2 separate regions of the Mus musculus genome follow, and region 2 is linked to region 1. The links are chromatin contacts, called in public HiChIP or PLAC-seq maps. All regions are on one chromosome and are shown on one strand. The core of a region is the stretch at or near the end of the contact, and the rest is flanking DNA. Distances in the headings are between cores, read along the strand shown. Region 1 has its middle 260 kb from the start of Gm39905. Region 2 has its middle 25 kb from the start of Gm22997.

The links. HiChIP or PLAC-seq counts read pairs in DNA pulled down with a chosen protein or histone mark.
Region 2: a contact with region 1 is called in an HNF4G HiChIP or PLAC-seq map of pancreatic cancer cells. The contact joins two enhancer-like sites.

What each region holds. Positions count from the first base shown.
Region 1 is chr2:108,620,770-108,624,494 of GRCm38.p6, forward strand. No RefSeq gene overlaps it. Among named protein-coding and RNA genes, the nearest start is that of Gm39905, 260 kb to the right of the region's middle. Within about 2 kb of position 2,147, at least 57 of the 459 cell types and tissues checked have an H3K27ac peak or open chromatin away from gene starts, as enhancers often do. A contact at or near this core is called in pancreatic cancer cells, where this site is marked.
Region 2 is chr2:110,190,734-110,194,458 of GRCm38.p6, forward strand. No RefSeq gene overlaps it. Among named protein-coding and RNA genes, the nearest start is that of Gm22997, 25 kb to the right of the region's middle. Within about 2 kb of position 1,883, at least 142 of the 459 cell types and tissues checked have an H3K27ac peak or open chromatin away from gene starts, as enhancers often do. A contact at or near this core is called in pancreatic cancer cells, where this site is marked.

The DNA of each region.
Region 1 (3,725 bases), core at 897-3,396:
TAGCTTTGTCATTGTAAACAACTGGAGAATGGGTAGGGTCAGTGAGATGAGAAGCAAACAGGTTAGGTCACAGAGGCCAATGTAGAGATGAAAGCTGCATCTAAACCAAAGGTGATGGGTTTGATTAAATTTCAAGTAATTGATGCCAATACTAAAACAATGTGCCAAAGAAGTAACTGTATTACAAAAATTATGACAACTCACTAATCAAATAGATTAGAAAACAAGAAAATGTTCAAATGTAATAACAACCTCTTTTTTGTTTAAGGATTTGTATCCTAGTAAATCTAGGGTAGAGTTCAAAGAAATTGTAAATCTGTGTACTTTAACAAGATGCCAAAATATCAGTTCCTTCAATATTAACAGTATAGCCCACACTCAATGATACTTACTTTAATGTAGATATGAAATAATATATATTTATCATCTACAATAAAATGTATGGCTTTGGACCAGGCTAATATCTTCTTTTAAAAGCAAAATATAAATAGCAAATATCAGAATGGTGCAATATGCCTTCAAGGTCAGTGTCTGTGCATGTGTGGAAGGAAGGGTTCAGATGAAAACCCATGAGAGTTGGTTCTCTCTTTTTATCATATGGATCCTGGGGATTCTGGGAATCTAACCCAGATTGTCAGGTTTGGGAACAAACACCATTACCCACTTTATCATCCTGCCAGCCCAACCTTTTCATTTTGAAGTCTAGTTATGAAGAGAAGGAAAATAGCATATTCAAGGGCTCTTAATTTCTTGATAAATTTTAGTCTGAAAAACCATCACGACTTCCAAGCTAATATTTCTTTGGAAAACATGTTATGCTTTGGCTGATCACCACCAACTTTTAACTACTTTTAAGGGTTTTTCTGAGAGTCCTAGTGTACTCAAAATCAATTCCTAATCAGAATCCTCTATTGCTACTCCAACCCCAACTCTCGACATTGAGATGTTCCCTGTATGGTTATGCCTCAGAACATTTTTATGAGCTACGATTTGGTAATATGTTTGTGCCCGATCTCAGAGTCCTCTGTTGGTAGCATGGAGAAAATATGGTGGAGGAAATAATCCTCAGCACAGCTGCTGCTTGCTGGACTCACTGCTCCTTGGCTGTAACTCACTATTTACCTGCCTTAGCTCAGCAGCTGAACTGTCAACTCCTATTTCTTTGCCATGCATATTTATTGTGGTTGTTGCTAAGGTTGTAGATTTGTTCTTTTGTTTCAGTTCTGGAAAGTGGTACATCAACAATCAAGTGCACACAGGAGAACAGCAGGACTTTCCTCAGAAAGACAGAGCACTTGTATTTTCTACCCCCTTAATAAAATAAAAGCTGATTAAAACCCCAGACATTACAGACACTAGAGAAATGATCATGTAACCACAGCCCAGCCACACCTAGGGAAATGACATGGCTACATTTTGATGTTTACTCTGTTTTGATAACCACAAGAAAGTAAAAGTAAATAGCTAAAGTTATAATGAGACTTGATTTTACCCATTTAATATGAAAGACAAGGTAAAATTCTCCCTTTTCCCTGCCCAGCTACATTGAGAATGGTCAGACCTACAGACTATACTTTGTAATCAATTAAAGAATGTCATAAAATTCTGAAATATAGTAATAGTTTGTAGACTTTTTTCATCTAAAATCCAATTAATCAGTAAAATCTTATTATATATAAAATTTCTATTAATGTACATTTTGCAAACCTTACACTCCTAAGGAGTTAATAGAGGAGACTCCATATTAGCTGCCAGGAGGAGGTAGGAGGACATACTGGACTGGAAACTCACTGTGTAGTTCCTTTATACCAGCATCACTTGGGGCCAGCCCGGGGTTATATATCATTCTTCCTGTGTGTTTACATTAAGAGTCCATTTATAAAGAAACATCCTTTGATCCCCCTGTCTTTATTAATGAAAAAATGCCGCATTAAGACATTTCTTCTTGCTTTCCCTTCCTGTTTCATTTGGGCTCTATGTGTAATCTATAAAGCAGTCTGAACAGAATGGCACAAGCCGTCAAAATATTTACATATTTCCCTGTAAAATATTTCATAGAAAGATTTAACAGGCATAAGTAAGCTATGACAAGCATGTTCACTTATCTGAAGAAAAATACTTTGAGCTGATTTCCTGGCACAGAAAGGAAAGCTAGTGAAGTGACATCTCCCCTTGTGGAATGTGGTGATTAAACCAGGGAGGCTCTCTTTACCTTCCCCAGGAAGGGCAGTATGACATGGGGGAAGGGAAGCAGCTTTCAGTAGAAGTTAGCGCATCAGACTTTGCCATTGTCTCCCACTAATACTGGTATGTGAAGGCTTAACAATGAAGGTCAAGCAAGCACAGACTTAGAAGAGTATGCAAAATAAAAGCAAAACAAGAGTGTGCTTGAATGTAAGTACTCATATGAAGCAGTTCAAACAACACTGGAAAAAACCATAAGGATTAAATACTAAGGTGGATATTTTGTGCTGAAAAATAAGGGGAGGGTGGTTCTTTAAACCAGATTTTAGAAAATCATGTATCTGTAGATCAAACACATCTTTTCCCATTGTCAGAGGAGAGACAAATCTTAGGCAGGTCCTTCTCCAGCCATTGGACAAAGGGGAAACTGTAACACAGGAATTGATATGTGGCCAAGCTACGCAGTTCTATTTTGCTTCATAAATGAACAAGCTCTAACTCGTAAACTATGAGGTTCCTGTGATGAGGGAGCAGACATTTCACATTGGAAAGCACTAATCTGAGGGGTGAAAACGGAATCCCGGGCACTCAGACCACATTCCAGCCTAAATCCCTATATCATCATGTTGTCCGAAGCTTAACCTTTATCTCCCAGTCTTTCTTACTGGGAAACTAAAAATCAAATCCCTTTCCATAATAACAAGTTTGGAATGAGTTAAAGGTTGATAGCCTAAGAAACTACTATGGTTTGAACTAGAATAGTAACATAAAATGTTAATTCTATATCTAGTTCCTGTTAAGAAAAACAAAAACAAACAAACACAAAACCAGCAAGCTAGTATAACCTCACTGTCCAGACTAATGTAATCTACTGTTTATTGGTACGAGGCCTTCTTTTTAGCAGTCAGACTAACTCTACCTTAATTGTTCATCTTAGAAACAACATAGGAAATGGGTTCATAAATTCTACTTTAGAAAACGATTCAAGCTAAGATAACTCATTCATATTTTCTTGTACTGCTGTCTACTTACTCATTTGCATGGAATGATACACCAATCTGAGTCAGTTCTTAGAAGACATGATTCTGGCTGTTCAGCAACTATGACCTTATTCTCTATCAGGAAAACATGTTAATGGTCAGGAAAATTATGGCCTCTGTCTTCATTCAACAGCTTTACCTGAAAAATTTGATAATCTACTCAGTCTAAAATGATGGCAGAAATGTGGTATTGTAAAAATGTGTGCTCAGTTTAATAGATTTAGCAATATATATTTACTTAAAACAAATGAAATTGACACTATTTTAGAAATTTAAACATAATCTATCCCTAATTTTACAGAAGGTCAATGTAATATTAGTTTTAATAAAATGGAAAATATAAAAGCAATGTTAACTTTCTATTTTGCTAGGAAATAATAGTATTTGGCTAGATTAGAATACAAAAGAGGTTTTGGAAGACACATAAACTCTTCATCTGAACAAGGTAACTTAGTATCTTGTTAAAAAAATAGAAAAATATATCCCAAAACAATAAAAACA
Region 2 (3,725 bases), core at 633-3,132, 1.6 Mb after region 1:
TATGTGTATGTGTGTCTGCATGTATGTCTGCGCATCATGCCAGTACATAGTGCTCTTGAAGGCCAGATGGGATGTCGAGTCTTACAGATGCTCGTGACCTGCCATGTGCGTGCTGGGCATTGAATATGGGTGCTCTGGAGGAGTAGTCAGTACTCTTTGCTCCTGAGACATATCTCTAGCCACCTTCTAAAAGCCTTTTGAATGAGAGTGTTCATTCAAAGAATTAAAAATTAAAAATCTGGTTTTCTTTTTAACCCATAACAGTCCTCAATCCCTACCTTCTCTTAGCATCAACTTGCAGCCCTCAGCACTTTGTGGAGACCTCTAATATTGATCTTTTGTGTATCCACCAAACATATTTCATTTTTCTGCATATAAGATCGCTATAGTAGAATCAAGGAGTGTGTTCAATGTCATATTGCTGCATAATGAACTACCATCAACTGAGTGACTTTAAACAGCAGTTACTGATTAAGTTTCTGTGGGTTTGGAGTCTGGGTGTCTGCACTGAGTCCTTCATTCAGGCTCTCACAAAGCTGCACTGGAGGTATCGGTTGGGCTGCACTTTCATTTGGAGGCCTCTTTAGTGAAGAATCCTCAGAGAAGGGATTGAGAGCAGCTTCCGCCTGTCTGGGGCCAGCTGACCTTCACTCCTTGATGCTTCCCACAGTTCCTTGTCACATCAGCTTCTCTCATAAGGAAGAGTTATGTGGTTCGTGGGCTGCTTGCTCTCTCATTAGCCAGAAAGCTCTCTAGACTGTATCTGCTATTAAATAAGTCTTACAGAACACACATGGTTGCAGCTCAGGAATTCTGTCACCCTTTGCCATTCCTATTGTTTGAAAAATGTCTCTCCCTGCGCAAGGGAAGTTGAGTGCACATCCAGGATCACTAGGATACCAGTAGGCAAAGACTGTAGAGTTAAGTATTCCTTTTAGTCTTTCTACCACTATAAAGAATCTCTCCTCCCGTGTGTGTGTGTGTGTGTGTGTGTGTGTGTGTGTGTGTGTGTGTGTGTGTGTGTGTGTTACTAGTAAACTTGAGCATTCGTGATTTGGAGTTGAGAATCTCTCAAAGACTATCCATGCGTTGTCTCTGCTGTCTTTCTGCTTGGGACCTCCCCACTTTGATCATGAAGTGAAGGCTGCTCCTCTAATCCCTACATCCTTGTTCAAAGAGGTAAGAAGGGGAAAGGGCAAAAGACACCTGTCAGCTAAGACAGATTCTCTTCATCAGTAAAACAATAGGTTCTCAGAAGCCCTGCTCTGACTCATCGCTCTCATTGACTTTCCTCCACCTTGCCCATATCAGCAGGCAATCTAGATTGTGTCGGTCAAAGGGACACACACACACACACACACACACACACACACACACGCATGCATGCACCAATGCCCATTGTATCGAAACAAAACATGCCAGTCTCAGTCCTTCAAGCCTTCCAGGCATGGGAACATGGGTGAATGCAATGTGAATAGGTTACAAAGCTTGAATGAGAAAACCGTGCGGTGCCTGGCCCACAGCGGAGTGTCCAGTCACCTCTTTTCTCGCTCTCCCTGTTTTTCTTCTACTTTGCTCCTACATCTCGCTTTAAATGCTCTAAACACAGCAGCACTTCCAGAGTTAAGCACCCAGACAAGCAGGCAAGTCTGTATTCAGAGCTCAGAGGAAAGTTTATGAGGGAGGAATGTAATAGCCCCAGCTGGAGCGCCGCCAGAGGACTAGCAACTGCAACACCCTTATTTGCTCTGGGGAGGAGCAGCTTGGAAACTTTTTATGAGATTCCAGAAGCAGCAAGGTCATCGGTTTTACTGCCGTCCTGCTCCATTTGTAAATACAGCCTTTGAATGATAATGTTTGGGCTCCTTGACAAGAGCCGAGGCTGGCAGTTAGCTCCTCTGCAGCAGGGGACAATAGAGTGAGAGATGTTCTGCTCTGTATGACGGTGAGGTATGCAGAGTAATTTTAGACCCTAACAAACAATGGTGATAAACCATTCCTCCTTTCAGAGAGCTTAATTTCCAAACGGCCTCACCATAAATTCCCTGGTATGTATCTGAGGCAGGTAATCTGATTAGTCAGGTCCCAAGAGAAGCAACACATGTTTACTGTCACGCTCATTTTCCAGCCAGCTGCAAGGGTCTGGAGGAGGGCTCTTGGTTAAGCCTGTTTGCTGTGATCCTCTCAAGGCCAAGGAGGGCTGTGTCCTTGCCAGGACCCACATATTCTTTCAAGCAAGAAACCTTTCTCCAGTGACACCTGGTCCTCTCTCTAGCTGCTCACTAGACCATGCCTTTTTTTTTTTTTTTTTTTTTTTAAATCACAAATGAGAGTTTACTAGACTGGACGCAGGAAACATTTGTCACCATTTGGCCAGGTGCTAGGTCTTATGTGGCTTGCAGTTGACCATGGGAACAGGGTCATTCCACCCTTAGGATCCTGTTCTGGCTAGATGGCAGCAGAGGCAAAGGCAGCTTGTGGCACACAGACTCTTGAATGTGCACCTGGTTTAGGTGCTGGCATTTGTTGGATCTGAAACTGCACAATGCCTTGTAGTCACATGAAGCAGGATAGATCTTAAGGTTTTCCTCCCTCCCTGTCCCTGTCACACTCTCTCTCTGTCTATGTCTCTCTGTCTCTGTATCTTTGTCTCTGTCTCTCTGCAAGAGATGATATTGAAAGCAAAGGGTTTAGTGGAGAGTTTGTTTGAAGCAGATGGCAACCTCCTAGACATCTCTTCTCAAAGGAGGCTAGTTAAAAAGTTGTTCTCTGAAGACCTTGGTAAACTCTAGACAAATATCTTCCCTCTTTGGGCAATTAGAGGTTGGCACCTCACTGCCTATCACCTTAGTTAGGAGAAGCCAATTCCATCATTTATTTGCCTTTTTGTGAATATAGACAATTATGCTTCACTAACCTATCAACTTGTCAGTATGTGGATTGCAGAATGTTTCTATGTAGTGAGTTGCTGACCAGTGGCAGTTATATTTAATAGAGTTAAAGCATCCTTGGCCACCACAGAGATCACTGACTTTCAAAATTAAAGTTTTGGTATCTAAAATGCATACATAAGATTGAAAGATGTTCAGCACATATCACTAACTATGCATTACTGCTAAACTTCCATGCCTAAAGTATGATAGATGTTAATATTATTCACATGCTGCAATTAGACATTAGAAAGTATAATTTCTCTGTCTCTTAAAATCAAAGTATAACTATGTTAAACATAAATGTTTAGAGCATGTGTGAATTCTGTGTTGTTGAGGGGTTACATGAAGATGTGTGTATTTGGCCTTATCTTGGGAGACGTTTAGCTTTCCTGAGTCAGGGACTCTGACTGAACCCAAAGCTTAGTGATTGGACTACTCTGGCTTACCAGGGAACCCCAATCACCTGTGACACCGCCTCTCCAGTGCTGGGATTAGAATAACATGCCCTACACCTGTCACTTTACTTTTAACCTTGGATCTGGGGATAGAATTCAGGTCCTTCTGCTTAGAAGAGAAATACATTATATGGATAGAGTCTTCTTCCCAGTCATGTGTGTATATACCTGGCTAGTACCTGGTTAGGGAATTATCTGACCATCTGTTTCCTAAATTATCTGAAGATTGATCCAGAGAAAAAAATGTGGGGCAGTGTTGTCAGCTAGCACAGGAGATAGTCTTTAGGTTCCCAGGCGCTCTTATATTTTTACAGAGTTAGAGAAGACCTAACTAGTA